4 separate regions of the Mus musculus genome follow, and all the other regions are linked to region 1. Evidence: chromatin contacts called from public HiChIP or PLAC-seq and promoter capture Hi-C data. All regions are on one chromosome and are shown on one strand. Each heading gives the region's core, a stretch centred on a gene start, on an enhancer-like site or on the middle of the called end of the contact. The rest is flanking DNA. Distances are from core to core; before and after follow the strand shown.

Evidence for each region. HiChIP or PLAC-seq counts read pairs in DNA pulled down with a chosen protein or histone mark. Capture Hi-C pulls out chosen DNA fragments and counts their contacts.
Region 2: a contact with region 1 is called in a promoter capture Hi-C map of adipose tissue. The contact joins the promoter of Slc46a3 here to the promoter of Flt1 in region 1. A contact is called at or near these places in 5 of 39 promoter capture datasets (embryonic stem cells, macrophages and stem cell-derived epiblast-like cells), 1 of 484 Hi-C or Micro-C datasets (embryonic stem cells), 4 of 115 datasets of contacts at active chromatin or transcription factors (embryonic stem cells and pancreatic cancer cells) and 2 of 9 other capture datasets (adipose tissue and pancreatic islet).
Region 3: a contact with region 1 is called in an HNF4G HiChIP or PLAC-seq map of pancreatic cancer cells. The contact joins the enhancer-like site here to the promoter of Flt1 in region 1. A contact is called at or near these places in 1 of 39 promoter capture datasets (the HPC-7 cell line), 3 of 484 Hi-C or Micro-C datasets (differentiating embryonic stem cells, nephron progenitors and pancreatic cancer cells), 3 of 115 datasets of contacts at active chromatin or transcription factors (embryonic stem cells, pancreatic cancer cells and stem cell-derived neural progenitor cells) and 1 of 9 other capture datasets (liver).
Region 4: a contact with region 1 is called in an H3K27ac HiChIP or PLAC-seq map of microglia, with 6 times the contacts expected there. The contact joins the enhancer-like site here to the promoter of Flt1 in region 1. A contact is called at or near these places in 4 of 39 promoter capture datasets (3T3-L1-derived adipocytes, cranial neural crest, embryonic stem cells and 1 more), 1 of 484 Hi-C or Micro-C datasets (liver), 8 of 115 datasets of contacts at active chromatin or transcription factors (bone marrow-derived macrophages, embryonic limb bud, embryonic stem cells and 2 more) and 2 of 9 other capture datasets (adipose tissue and liver).

What each region holds. Positions count from the first base shown.
Region 1 is chr5:147,724,608-147,727,394 of GRCm38.p6, reverse strand. It overlaps Flt1 (FMS-like tyrosine kinase 1), which reads left to right and starts at 1,384. Exons shown (of 30, transcript NM_010228.4): 1 at 1,384-1,724. The coding sequence starts at 1,661.
Region 2 is chr5:147,893,363-147,896,149 of GRCm38.p6, reverse strand. Slc46a3 (solute carrier family 46, member 3) reads left to right here and starts at 1,335. Exons shown (of 6, transcript NM_027872.4): 1 at 1,335-1,669; 2 at 2,105-2,317. The coding sequence starts at 2,129.
Region 3 is chr5:147,565,118-147,567,904 of GRCm38.p6, reverse strand. Flt1 (FMS-like tyrosine kinase 1) reads left to right here. Exons shown (of 30, transcript NM_010228.4): 29 at 1,411-1,505. Among named protein-coding and RNA genes, the nearest start is that of Gm35383, 93 kb to the left of the region's middle. Within about 2 kb of position 1,349, at least 7 of the 459 cell types and tissues checked have an H3K27ac peak or open chromatin away from gene starts, as enhancers often do. A contact at or near this core is called in pancreatic cancer cells, where this site is marked.
Region 4 is chr5:147,869,983-147,872,769 of GRCm38.p6, reverse strand. It overlaps Pomp (proteasome maturation protein), which reads right to left. Exons shown (of 6, transcript NM_025624.3): 5 at 111-204. Among named protein-coding and RNA genes, the nearest start is that of Pomp, 11 kb to the right of the region's middle. Within about 2 kb of position 1,424, at least 56 of the 459 cell types and tissues checked have an H3K27ac peak or open chromatin away from gene starts, as enhancers often do. A contact at or near this core is called in bone marrow-derived macrophages, embryonic stem cells, microglia and 1 more, where this site is marked.

The DNA of each region.
Region 1 (2,787 bases), core at 135-2,634:
CAGAGGGCAGGAATACTGACCCTAGTGGAAGCTTGTAGAGAAATCAGAATTGGCTGGGGAAGTCCGCAGGTGAGCTTAGGCTCACAGCGGTCTTTCCCTTCTGCTAGACCATGAAGGAGAAAAGGAATCTCACTTGCCCTGGCTCAGAGGCTCCCGGTGCCCTAGTAGAGCTGCGGGTGGTGGTGGCCCAGACTCTCTTAGGAATGAGGCAACTCAGGTTGCGCAACCTTCCCTACCGGAGGTTTAGTCTAGTCCTTCAGGAAAAGCCTCTGGTCCCATTTAGGAGCCATTTTATCACGGGTATCTGGCAGGTTCTATTGAGGCTATTTTTCAAACCTGCAGTATTTACAGGGACAAGACTGGGCTGCTCCGGGGAGGCCGGGACGACTTCAGCCTTCCAGTTAATGGATGCATAATTGAGGAACAACGTGGAATTAGTGTCATCGTAAATGATCTAGTGTCTCAAGTTAATTTCACCCGTTTTTTGTTCCAAGAACATTCGAGTCAGTCATCTTGGCTAGCCGGCTTCCACCAAAAAGATTTGTTTTCCATCCAGCGTTTCAGACCTAGAGTTCAAGTTCTTGGCCCTTACAAGTTGCAGGAGCGTGTCTCACGCCTTGGCTTTTTTTTTTTTTTTTTTTTTTTTTTTTAAGGTAACATGTTATTCCTTGTTTTGCTTCTAGGAAGCAGAGGGTTGAGGAAATGGCTTGGGCGGGTGCATTAATGCAGCCGAAAAAGACACAGACTCCCTCCCTTGGGACCCGCGCGGCCCCGCGCTCTTTCCGAAGGTGCCTGGCAAGGCGTCCGGTTCCCTCGGACGCTCCGGGTCCAAGTGCCTTAAGCGGAGGGTCTCTGGCGCCTTCCTTCGCTGTCTGGCAACAGTCTGGCGGGGTCAGGGACCGGCGGGACCGCTCGGGAGAGGGCTCGACTGCGCCTCGTTCCTCGGTGCCAGGGACACCGTCGCGGGAGGCGCGGCCAGCTTCCCTAGGATAAGACTTCCCGCCCCGGGGGCAGGGCGGTGCACTTAGACGGTCCCCTCCTCAGTTTCGGGCGGTCACCAGAGCTGAGTAAGCTCGGTGGAGGGAGCTGGGTAAGGATTTCCTGAGAGCGATGGGCAGGAGGGGCTGGGGCAGCAGAGCACAGAGCAAGGACCCTGAACCTGCGAACCTGTCCGGCGACCCGCGCGCCTAGCGCCACCGCACGCGCGCTCTGGCCCCCGGGCTACCCGCCCTCGCCGGCCCCCGCCCCTCCGGGAGGAAGAAGAGGGTAGGTGGGGAGGCGGATGAGGGGTGGGGGACCCCTTGACGTCACTGGAAGGAGGTGCCGGGGTAGGAAGTGGGCTGGGGAAAGGTTATAAATCGCCCCCGCCCTCGGCTGCACTTCAGCGAGGTCCTTGAGAGGCTCGGAGCGCGGTGGCGGACACTCCCGGGAGGTAGTGCTAGTGGTGGTGGCTGCTGCTCGGAGCGGGCTCCGGGACTCAAGCGCAGCGGCTAGCGGACGCGGGACGGCGAGGATCCCCCCACACCACCCCCCTCGGCTGCAGGCGCGGAGAAGGGCTCTCGCGGCGCCAAGCAGAAGCAGGAGGGGACCGGCTCGAGCGGCTGCGCCGTCGGCCTCGGAGAGCGCGGGCACCGGGCCAACAGGCCGCGTCTTGCTCACCATGGTCAGCTGCTGGGACACCGCGGTCTTGCCTTACGCGCTGCTCGGGTGTCTGCTTCTCACAGGTGAGGCGCGCCAGGGACCATGAGTTGGAGTTCGGCGGGGATGGGCAGCCACGGGGTGGTCCGGGGGAAGCGAGCTCCGGCGGGAGCCGGGGACACTTGTAGCAGCGGGTACGCCTCGGGACACACGTCTTCCCCTCCACCCCCCAAGTGGGCGCCGCTGGAAGTTGGCATCACCGCTTAGACTCTCCTTAGCTCCACGCTGGGGTCAGAGCCAGAGTGCCTGCCGGGTGTAGCCGGAGCCGCTAGTCCCCTACCGGGTTCCCGGGTAGGCGCTCACTCCTTAGACTCTGGGAGTGCAGATCACCACACGGGTGGACCTTTCAGCATCCAGAGCCTGCTCCTAGGCTGCAGCAGAGTCCTCAAGGGCTAGTTGGAGCAAGCTAGATGTCAGAGAGGCTGCCCGGGGCTGGACAGAGGTGGGGTCGTTAGCGATGAGCTCGCTCCACCAGAGCAAAGGAGGACGAAATTGGGAGGGGTCCCGTGCCCGCGGCGAGCAGATGGAGCCCAGAGAAGGGCCAGCTCTGACTCCCGTACCCGCTTGGGTCCGTCCGGAGGAAGCTGGGGAACGCACAGTCTGCAGGGTTTCTTCCCAGCAGTTCGCGGAGCGCCGTCTCCCGGGTGGGGCCTCCGCGGTGTGGGGCGGGTGTGCGGTCCAGGTCCTCGGAGTGAGTGAGTGACCCAAAGCGACCCGGCAGCAAGTTTTGGAATTTTAAGCCCTACCTTTAGGTTATGAATCTAGAAGAAAAAACAAAAAAACAAAACCACCTGACAATTTAGACTGAAAGCTGTGGTTTAAGTAGTAGGTGAAGTTTGCGACCTCCTAAATCAGCGTTCTCTAGGATATGAAAAGCGCGGGGCGGGGGGGGGGGGGCGACCGATCAGGGGCCGGCAGATTTTAGGAGCATTTAATGTGGAGACCGTCGTCATCCAAGGGTCAAAAAGCTGGAGGGACCTCGGGAACTCTAACTCCAGGTCTGCAGGCGGGAGGTCCCTTTGCGCAGAGACGCATACCAGAGCGTCTTTATTTAAACCAGCGTGGTTGGGAAAGAAGATAGAGACTAAA
Region 2 (2,787 bases), core at 86-2,585, 170 kb before region 1:
CTAGCAGCAATGTTTGTTATTTTAGGCATATGAAGATTGTACAGTGCTGTGAAACTGTCAAGAGTGCGATGTTGAGAGTTACTTCCTCAATTCTCTCTGTGGCTATCTAGAGTCATCAGATCGCCTTCTCTCCAGTACAGAATATCCTTTTCTGCTAGTCAGCTCCTTTAGCCGCCCTTCCCACTCTGAAGCTGTTCCAGATCTGCCTCGAGAGAGGGTGGTTCAGTGGTTAGGAGCATTGCACCAGTACTCTCATCTGGGCAAAAATAGCCCATAGTCTGGAGTGTTACTCCTTTATCAATAAGGCTCTGGCCCACATCTGACCTTGATCTCTAGATAAGAGTAAGAGGCGCATTTGCAGGATTGTCCCCCACTTCCTGACGCAACCACTCCAGCCTAAGGTCTTCCTTTTTTGGACGGGTCCCCAAATCACAGAACTCTCAGCTTGCTTCTCTTCCTCAGGAAGTAACCCCCTATCAGCTGCAGGTGTGCTCCAGCTGTGCGCGTTGGCGGCCATTAGCGGCGGTCCTACTGTCTAGGGTGTTGCCATGGCTTTGTGAGACTTACTTACATCTTCTCAACAGAGAAAGAGCCGACTTTCAGAGAGATTTAACAATCCCCTCCCCCGCAACTCAGCAGGGGTGGCTGGAGAGAAGCTCACTAATGAAGAACACTTACTGCTCTGGGTTCCGTTTCTACGCTCTCAGGGCAGCTCACAACTGCCTGTAACACAAATTCTAGCACCATTTTCTGACCTCTGCTCGGCGTGGGCATACACATAAAATAAATGACTACGTAAAATGTAGTGAATATTTCGTTTAAATTTTCCCAAGGCCAACAACTCCCCTACTCGGAACTCTTCTCCTCTCATGAACTTTCAGTGTCTTCTCTCTCACATTGCTTGTGCAGACGCTTGCTGGGTCCACCGGAATGCTGCAGTGAACTGCAACCCTAGCGTATGACGTTTCCAACCACTTATTATTATCATCATTATTATCATTATTATTATTATCATTATCTGCTTTGGACAGGAGTCTTGTTATATCGTTGGGCTAGTCTCGAACTCTCGATCCAGATACCTATGACTCCACGGCGCTTCAGCGAAAACCAATAATCCTATCCAGATACGCTTAGCAGAACCTTCGCAGAGCTGCCGGGATCACCCAACTTGCCCAGCAACTCGGGGAGATTCAGCCGCTGAACCTTCGGGGGCGGGTGCAAGAGAATGACACTGCGCTAGACCAATCGCTACGGGGGCGCCGGCCGCCATACCCAATCACAAGCGAGCTAGGGAAGCGGGTGACAGCTCCGGCCGAAGATTGCCAGCTCTTGGCAGAGTGATGATGCTCGGCGGCCGAGTCACCACTAGGGCCCAAAGACCAAGAGTGCGGCGGCGCGGGGAGCGGCGGGGACTGAGTCCAGGGCCAACAGAGTCCGGGAGGTGCGCTTATTTCTCTTTGCCTTCTAACAGGGCTCGAGTGTCCCGTCCCAAGGGACGTCCCCCTGTTGCGGTCTAGCTCCACCTCGCTGCCCCTTCCTTTGGCTCTTCCCAGCTGGCGAACCGTGCTGAAAACCCGGGGGCGCTACGCCCCGCACTGGGTAACGGAGAACACAGTCCCGACTACGGTCCCACCTGTGCCTAGCCTAGCAGGAAAACTGTAACCGTGGGGTGAGTTTTAAAAACGAAAACAGAAACTAAACTCCCCTTCCGATCGGGAGCTGCTTTTTACAAGGCCCTTAACCTGCAGCCAAAATAATAGTAATTACATAACCTCCGGGTCCCCGGGTAACTTCATTGTTTACCTTATGGGAACCGGCCGGTGCTGTTCTGCTCAGCACTGTGAGCATTAGCTAAGCGGAGTCGGGGGCGGAGGTTGACTTAGTCCCTGCTCCTCGGAGAGAACTAGGGTACCCTCTCCCGGCAAGGGCACTCTCTCAGAAATCTGGAACTCTTTTTGCTTGCTAATGTTTGTTTATGACACATTGTTCCAACTTCCCCACTTTTGAGAATTTAGCCTCTGGGATAAAAAATCAACTGATGATTTCTATCCCCCCCCCCCACACTCGCCCCGTTTCTCTCCTCCCGCTTCCCGCTCTGCAATAGACTCGATCTGCCCACTTGAGCAATATGAAGATTTCATTCATAGAGCCCGCCATTCTCCTGAACGCGTTTGCTATGACTCTGACCATCCCGCTGACAGCGCAGTACGTGTACCGGAGGATCTGGGAGGAAACCGGTAACTACACCTTTGCTTCCAATAGCAATGGCTCTGAGTGTGACCAAAACAAAAGCAGCTCCATCTTTGCATTCCGGGAGGTAAGAAATTAAAATTAAAACCTCCCATCCTGGAGTCACAGGGAATGGAAACAGGTTCCAAACCAAAGAGGCTCTCCAAGGTGTGACCACACACACACACACACACACACACACACACACACACACACACTGAAATTAAGCCACCTTCTCTCTGTTCCTATTTCGGTTAATAGTTCCTCTTGACACCTTTAATCTGGCTCTTTCTAACTCTCTAAGGCACCTCCACTCCTGTCCCCAATCCCCACCCACCTTGTGGGACCAACTCTTTTATCCTTAGGAAATCTCACTACAATCTCACCCACTCTTCCTTGGTCTCTTGAATAACAAAAGTCCAGAAAAACTGACCAGAGTCAGCTGCCTCCCATGGGGGCGGGGCAGCAATTGTTGAGGTCTGGAGGCAGCCTTAGATAAGATAAACTGGGCTCCCTGGAGTTGAGTCCTGCATCCACATCTGGGCTGGCGAGTGCTTA
Region 3 (2,787 bases), core at 100-2,599, 160 kb after region 1:
GGTCCCAGAACCCACATGGGGGCTCACAGCCACCTGTAAGTCTAGTTCCAGGAGACAGGAAGCCCTAGTCTTAAGTGCCAGACATACATGCAAGTGCACACACATAAAAGATAAATATGACCTGAACCTCATAGACACACACGATAAAGGGTCACAGTGACTTCAAAATATAAAGGCATCTCCATTGTAAGTGGTAGGATGCAGTCCATGATAATGTAGTTAGAAATTTTGTGCTGTGGCTCAGTAGGGTGGTTCAAGTTCCAGGAATAACACTGAGTGAACCTCAGAATTTCTCTGGGTTAGGCTACCCCTAAAGTGGGGCAGACGATGACAGCACCTTGGCCGCCCTGGGTCCTCACCGGTGTTCAAATGGCCCAGGAAGAGCCTCAGAGGGAGGGAGGAACCAAGTGTGGAGTCCCCTCCACGTCAGCAGTAACAGTACTGAAGGACAGGTGGAAAATTCCATGATGGGGATGACTGGACCACAGCTCCTAGAAACTATGGCAAATAGGGCATATGCATATGCAAGCATGCATATGCAAACATGCATATGCAAATGTGCATCTAAAATATGTACACATGGCAGATGCCAGAGACTCTCCAAGAGAAAATTATTCAACCACATCTATAATTTCCTTGAAATCTTACGTGCAATAGTATACTCATAGCCAGACACCAAGCTTTGTTTTAACATATATGATAATTTGCATATATGATAATTTAACATATGATAATTTGCATGAAAATTTCACACGGAAAATACCAAGCAGTTACATGCAATTTTCCATTGCATGTATGTGTGTGTATGTCTACGTGCATGCTGTGTGCACCTCTGTGCATATGTGCCTGCCCCCCAATATATGTGTGGAATCCATTGGCCAAGGTTGGGTGTCTTTCTCAATTGTTCATCTTACTGGGGTTGTGGTTGATTAATTGGTTTGTTTTTAAAGACAGGATCTTTCAAGGAACCTGGAGCTCACAGTTGAGCTAGAGTAGCTGGCCAGCAAGCTCCAGGCCGTGCCTGTCTCCATCCCCACCTCCTGCCCCCAGGGCTGGGATGACAGACCTGAGTCACAATGCCTGCCTTTTATGAGAACTCTGAGGTTCTCATGTGTGCCCCGTAAGCACTTAATCCACTGAGCCATCTCCTCAGACCCTGCAATTCCTTCTTATTTTCTTCACCTTCTGGAAGGAGGGTGGTAAAGTTGCCCACGACAGGCACTGTTTTGTCTCTGACGAGCTCACCGATGTCAGTACAAGGAACAGGCACGGTGCTGACAGGCGGGGGGCTGTGTTTGCTGAGGGCAGCACTGGGCCACACCTCAGTGGTGCCTCCCAGTGTCTTCCCAGAGTCACTGTGGAGCCTGCTTGGCCAAGCAAATGAATCATCTTTCTCTCCTCATCCCACAGGACTATCAGCTGGACACTAGCACTCTGCTGGGCTCCCCCTTGCTGAAGCGGTTCACCTGGACTGAGACCAAGCCCAAGGCCTCCATGAAGATAGAGTAAGGAAGCCAGATAGGGGTGGGGGAGGAGGATGCCAGGGACGGTGGGATGCTTGGTGGGTGGGTGTTTAAGGCTACCTGGCCTCCTAGTGTTCAGGCATGGCAGAAAAGCAACCACCCCACACCCAGGGATGAGAAGAGGGGTCACAATATTAGGCATATGAACCCCAGGCTCTGTGACAAGGAAGACTGGGGCTTCGTGTAACAGGCAGGCTGAGCCTGAGAAATATGGGGCCTTGATGGAAAGGAGCCAGGTGTGTCCAGCTGTGAAGGACGATTTGGGACGTGTCCACAGACTCACGAGACAACACGTCCCGTTTCTGGTCCCTGGGCTAGCAAGGGAACACAGTCCTGTCTGTAACCCTGAGAATTCAAACTTCTACAATCAGGATTGTCTGCATCCTGCTGCATCCATTACCCACGTCTCACTTGTAGATGTTTCCACAATCCCCTGCGGCTTGATCCGTCAGGCAGTTCTTCCTTCCGTTCTGCATCATTTCGGAATCGCTGGGCTCCGGCTGTACAGTGGACTGGTAGAGATGACCTCAGTGGTTCTCTAAGCCGAAGGCCACCCAAGCCTGGCCACTTACCTTCCTACCTACCTTTCCTGGCTCAAATGCCTGGCTCTCGGGTCTAGCAATGAAGAGCACTGACTGCTCTTGCAGGGGACGCCTTCTTCTGCTGTCTGGAAGCACTAGGCACACATGGGGGACACACAGATACAGGCTAACAAAACACCCATACACGCAACAACAAACCAGATGGCCAGCCCACGTGCTGCAGTTGATTGAGCTGTGACTGGACTCAAACTTTCCAGCAGGCCACTGGAAAGACGGGCACTCCCGGGCAAACATTTACCTTTTCCCTGTGATGCAGTCTCAGAAGTAGGCCTTGGTGTTGAAGTTCCAAATTAATGGACCCCAATCTCCACAAAGGAAAGGGTAGCTAGCCAATCTTTTGTATCTTATTAAGGAGTGTGTGGGAGGAAAAGAGTGGGTTTTTGTTGTTGTTTTTGGTTTTGTTTTGTTTTTTTTAACTTGCTCTTTGATGAGGAAAAGATAAACCCTAATTTATATCCTCTACCCTGCAATTAAAGATTAAGACCAGAGCCAGGCCTGTCCAGGCTGGTCTACCCCATGTGGCTCATGGATTTCTCTCCATCCCAGCTCTCACTAATCTAGTGATTCTAACCCAATATTACAGGCTAGGAGATGCCTTTCTCCCTCCTGTGTCCATCTTGGGCTCATGTAACGTATGGTACCCGAGAACAACAGTCTCCTAG
Region 4 (2,787 bases), core at 175-2,674, 150 kb before region 1:
GGCTGTGAGTGACTACGAGTGACTTCTGTGATGTCCCTGGGACAGACGCAGCGGGCTGATGTCACCTTGTATAGTAAGTATAGTGTTCCACAGTGCTGAGTGCCACTCACCATTAAGAATATCCTCAAAACCAATGGTCTCATCGTTGCCCCTCAAAATATCCAGTGAGAGGTTTGAGCTCGGGAGAAACGGGAGACGGTGAACCTGGGGAGAAGGGAAGAGAGAGCTGCAGAAGGCTCAGGGAGGCCAACCATGCACTTCGCTCTTTATTTGAAGAATGTATACAACTAAGTAAAACTGTCATTCAGCCAGTGGGAAATAAGAACTCACGTCTTAGGGACAGACCGGGTTTTAAAGTGCACTGATGATGGCGCTGGCGCTGGCACCATAACTTTACCCAGCACATCTGCCAGTGCTTACTACCACCACCTAACCCACCAGGCCCACCTGCGCTTGGGAGCTGCTTCTGTTTGGGGAAACGATAGCACGATGAAAAGCCCACCCCGAGCCCACCTTGCTCCAGCTCAGGGAGACCAAGTTCCAACAGGACCTGGCGAGTAAAGAGTCACTCTCCTCAGCCAAGGACACTGTTGCTGCTCTGCAATGCTTAGCACAGAGGTAAAAAAGGTAACCCTTCCAAACGCAGTGCTAACCGGAAATGCAGACCAAACTCACTCAGGAGGCCTTTAAAGTTACAGTGTCACTGCAGCCAATGTCATGCAATAGACAGGTGTGGACTGGAAACCAAGTGAAACACGGGAAAGGGGCACAGGCTGTGCAGACAGAAACATCTGGAAACATTCATCGTCTGACGATCACAGACCCAGTCATGTGGCTCAGTACAAGTTACCCACCTCAAAGCCCGTGCACAGACAGGGTGGCCACTGCCACTCGAGCTGCAGATCACTTTATACTTTACCAAGAGTTAGGTGGTCAGCAGCAAGTGACACCAAGACGGAAACTAATCCCGTGGTCAGTGTCTGCAGAGGCAGTTACGGGAGACCTCCCCCACTACTCAGTGAGGGGACCCATTCTCAGTTGCCAACAGCCTACGTTATTTAGTCTTTACAATGTGAAAAAAACTTCTCCAGCTGTCATTCAAAACCGAAAAAGGAAGCATGGAGAAGAGAGAAGGAGGAAGACACAGAAATAGAAACGGGAACCTCTAAGCGGAGAAGAGAGCAAAGGGCCCGGGAGAGCATCCGAGGTGGAGAGCATCAGAGGCAGGGCTCGCAAAACCCAAGGACGGGGATCAGGAAAACAAGGACTATACAGGAGCAAAGATTTTCAACAAAATGATATTTAAAAACTCAGACCTTCAGTTTTATTAGCAATATGCAGCTCAAACCAAGGCAAAGACAGAGATGAGGGAGGCTGCGCTCTGTGTCAAACGCCATTTCATGGGAACCTTCAGAGTAACCTGTGCTGTCCTGACTGGCCTTCCGTTTCACACTGGCAAGACCTGAGGGATGACTCACAGTTACCAATGAGCTCTGGCTGTTCTTCCAGGAAAACCAGGCTAGATTCCCAGCACCTACACAGAGGCTAAGGACAGCCTATGAGTCAGGTCCTACCCCCAACCCCTCACACACACACACAATAAGACTAAATAAACCTTAAGCAACAATAAATGTGCTTCAGACTGCTACTCTCGAGTTTTCAGATTAGTGTGAGACTGAGATTTAGATTAGTCTAAAACACTCAAGACTCAGGTCTTCTCATTTGAAGCCATTTTAGAGCTGTACTCTTTTTTTTTTTGTTTTTTTGGTTTTTTGAGACAGGGTTTCTCTGTGTAGCCCTGGCTGTCCTGGAACTCACTCTGTAGACCAGGCTGGCCTCGAACTCAGAAATCCGCCTGCCTCTGCCTCTGCCTCCCGAGTGCTGGGATTAAAGGCGTGCACCACCACGCCCAGCTAGAGTTGTATTCTTGCAAAGAAGTCCTAAAAGTAGCTTCCAGAATCTCACACCTATAAAATCAATGGCACTCATAGCACTGGCTGCAAGACTCAAGGTCTCGCTAGGCCAGAGAACCGATCCTGAGTAGCAGGAAACAAATGCATGGAAGTCTAAAGCAGGAGGCAGATGTTGATCCACCAGGCAGTTGGGCTTTATCTAGAGGGCAAAGTGAGAAGCAGGACACAGTGAGAGGTTTACAGTCACTCTGGGGGAAGGGGGCTGGGTGGCATGGAGATCTGGTAAGAACCAGATCTTTAGGGTGAGGGTGACAAGACAAACACTTCAACGTCCTTAGACAGAAGCCCATTCACCCACAAGGTGAAGGATAATGAGTTATTCTACATACCCCCTGTGAAATCCAAGATGCCTGTGGGCCTTCCAACCAGAAAAACAGGTCAGGAGAGTTAGAGAAAGTCAACAGCACAGAGTACAGGCAGGAAACAGGAGAGAGAACAAAGCTGGCCCCCAACACCACCAGCATCTCAGGTGACAGACAGAAGGAACCACAGAGTTGCAAATGGGTTTCAGAGAGGAAGGGGACACCAATTTAAGGTCTATAAAAATACAGGGAAAAGGGAGAAGCTGGGGTGAGAAAATGTCTGCCCTGCTCAGGAGCAAACCCCGCACAGGCCGGAGCCAGAAGACACTGGCTCAGAGAAGGAAGCAAAGTGACAGACATAGGGAACAATGGCTCCCAGCAGCTCAACCTGTACCAGCAGACAAGTGAGGAAAGATGTGGGGCGAGGCAGATCCCTGGGAGTTCAAGGCCAGCATGTTCTACAAAGCAAGTTCTAGGAGGCCAGTTAAAGTTTCTGGTGAGACAGCCTATCT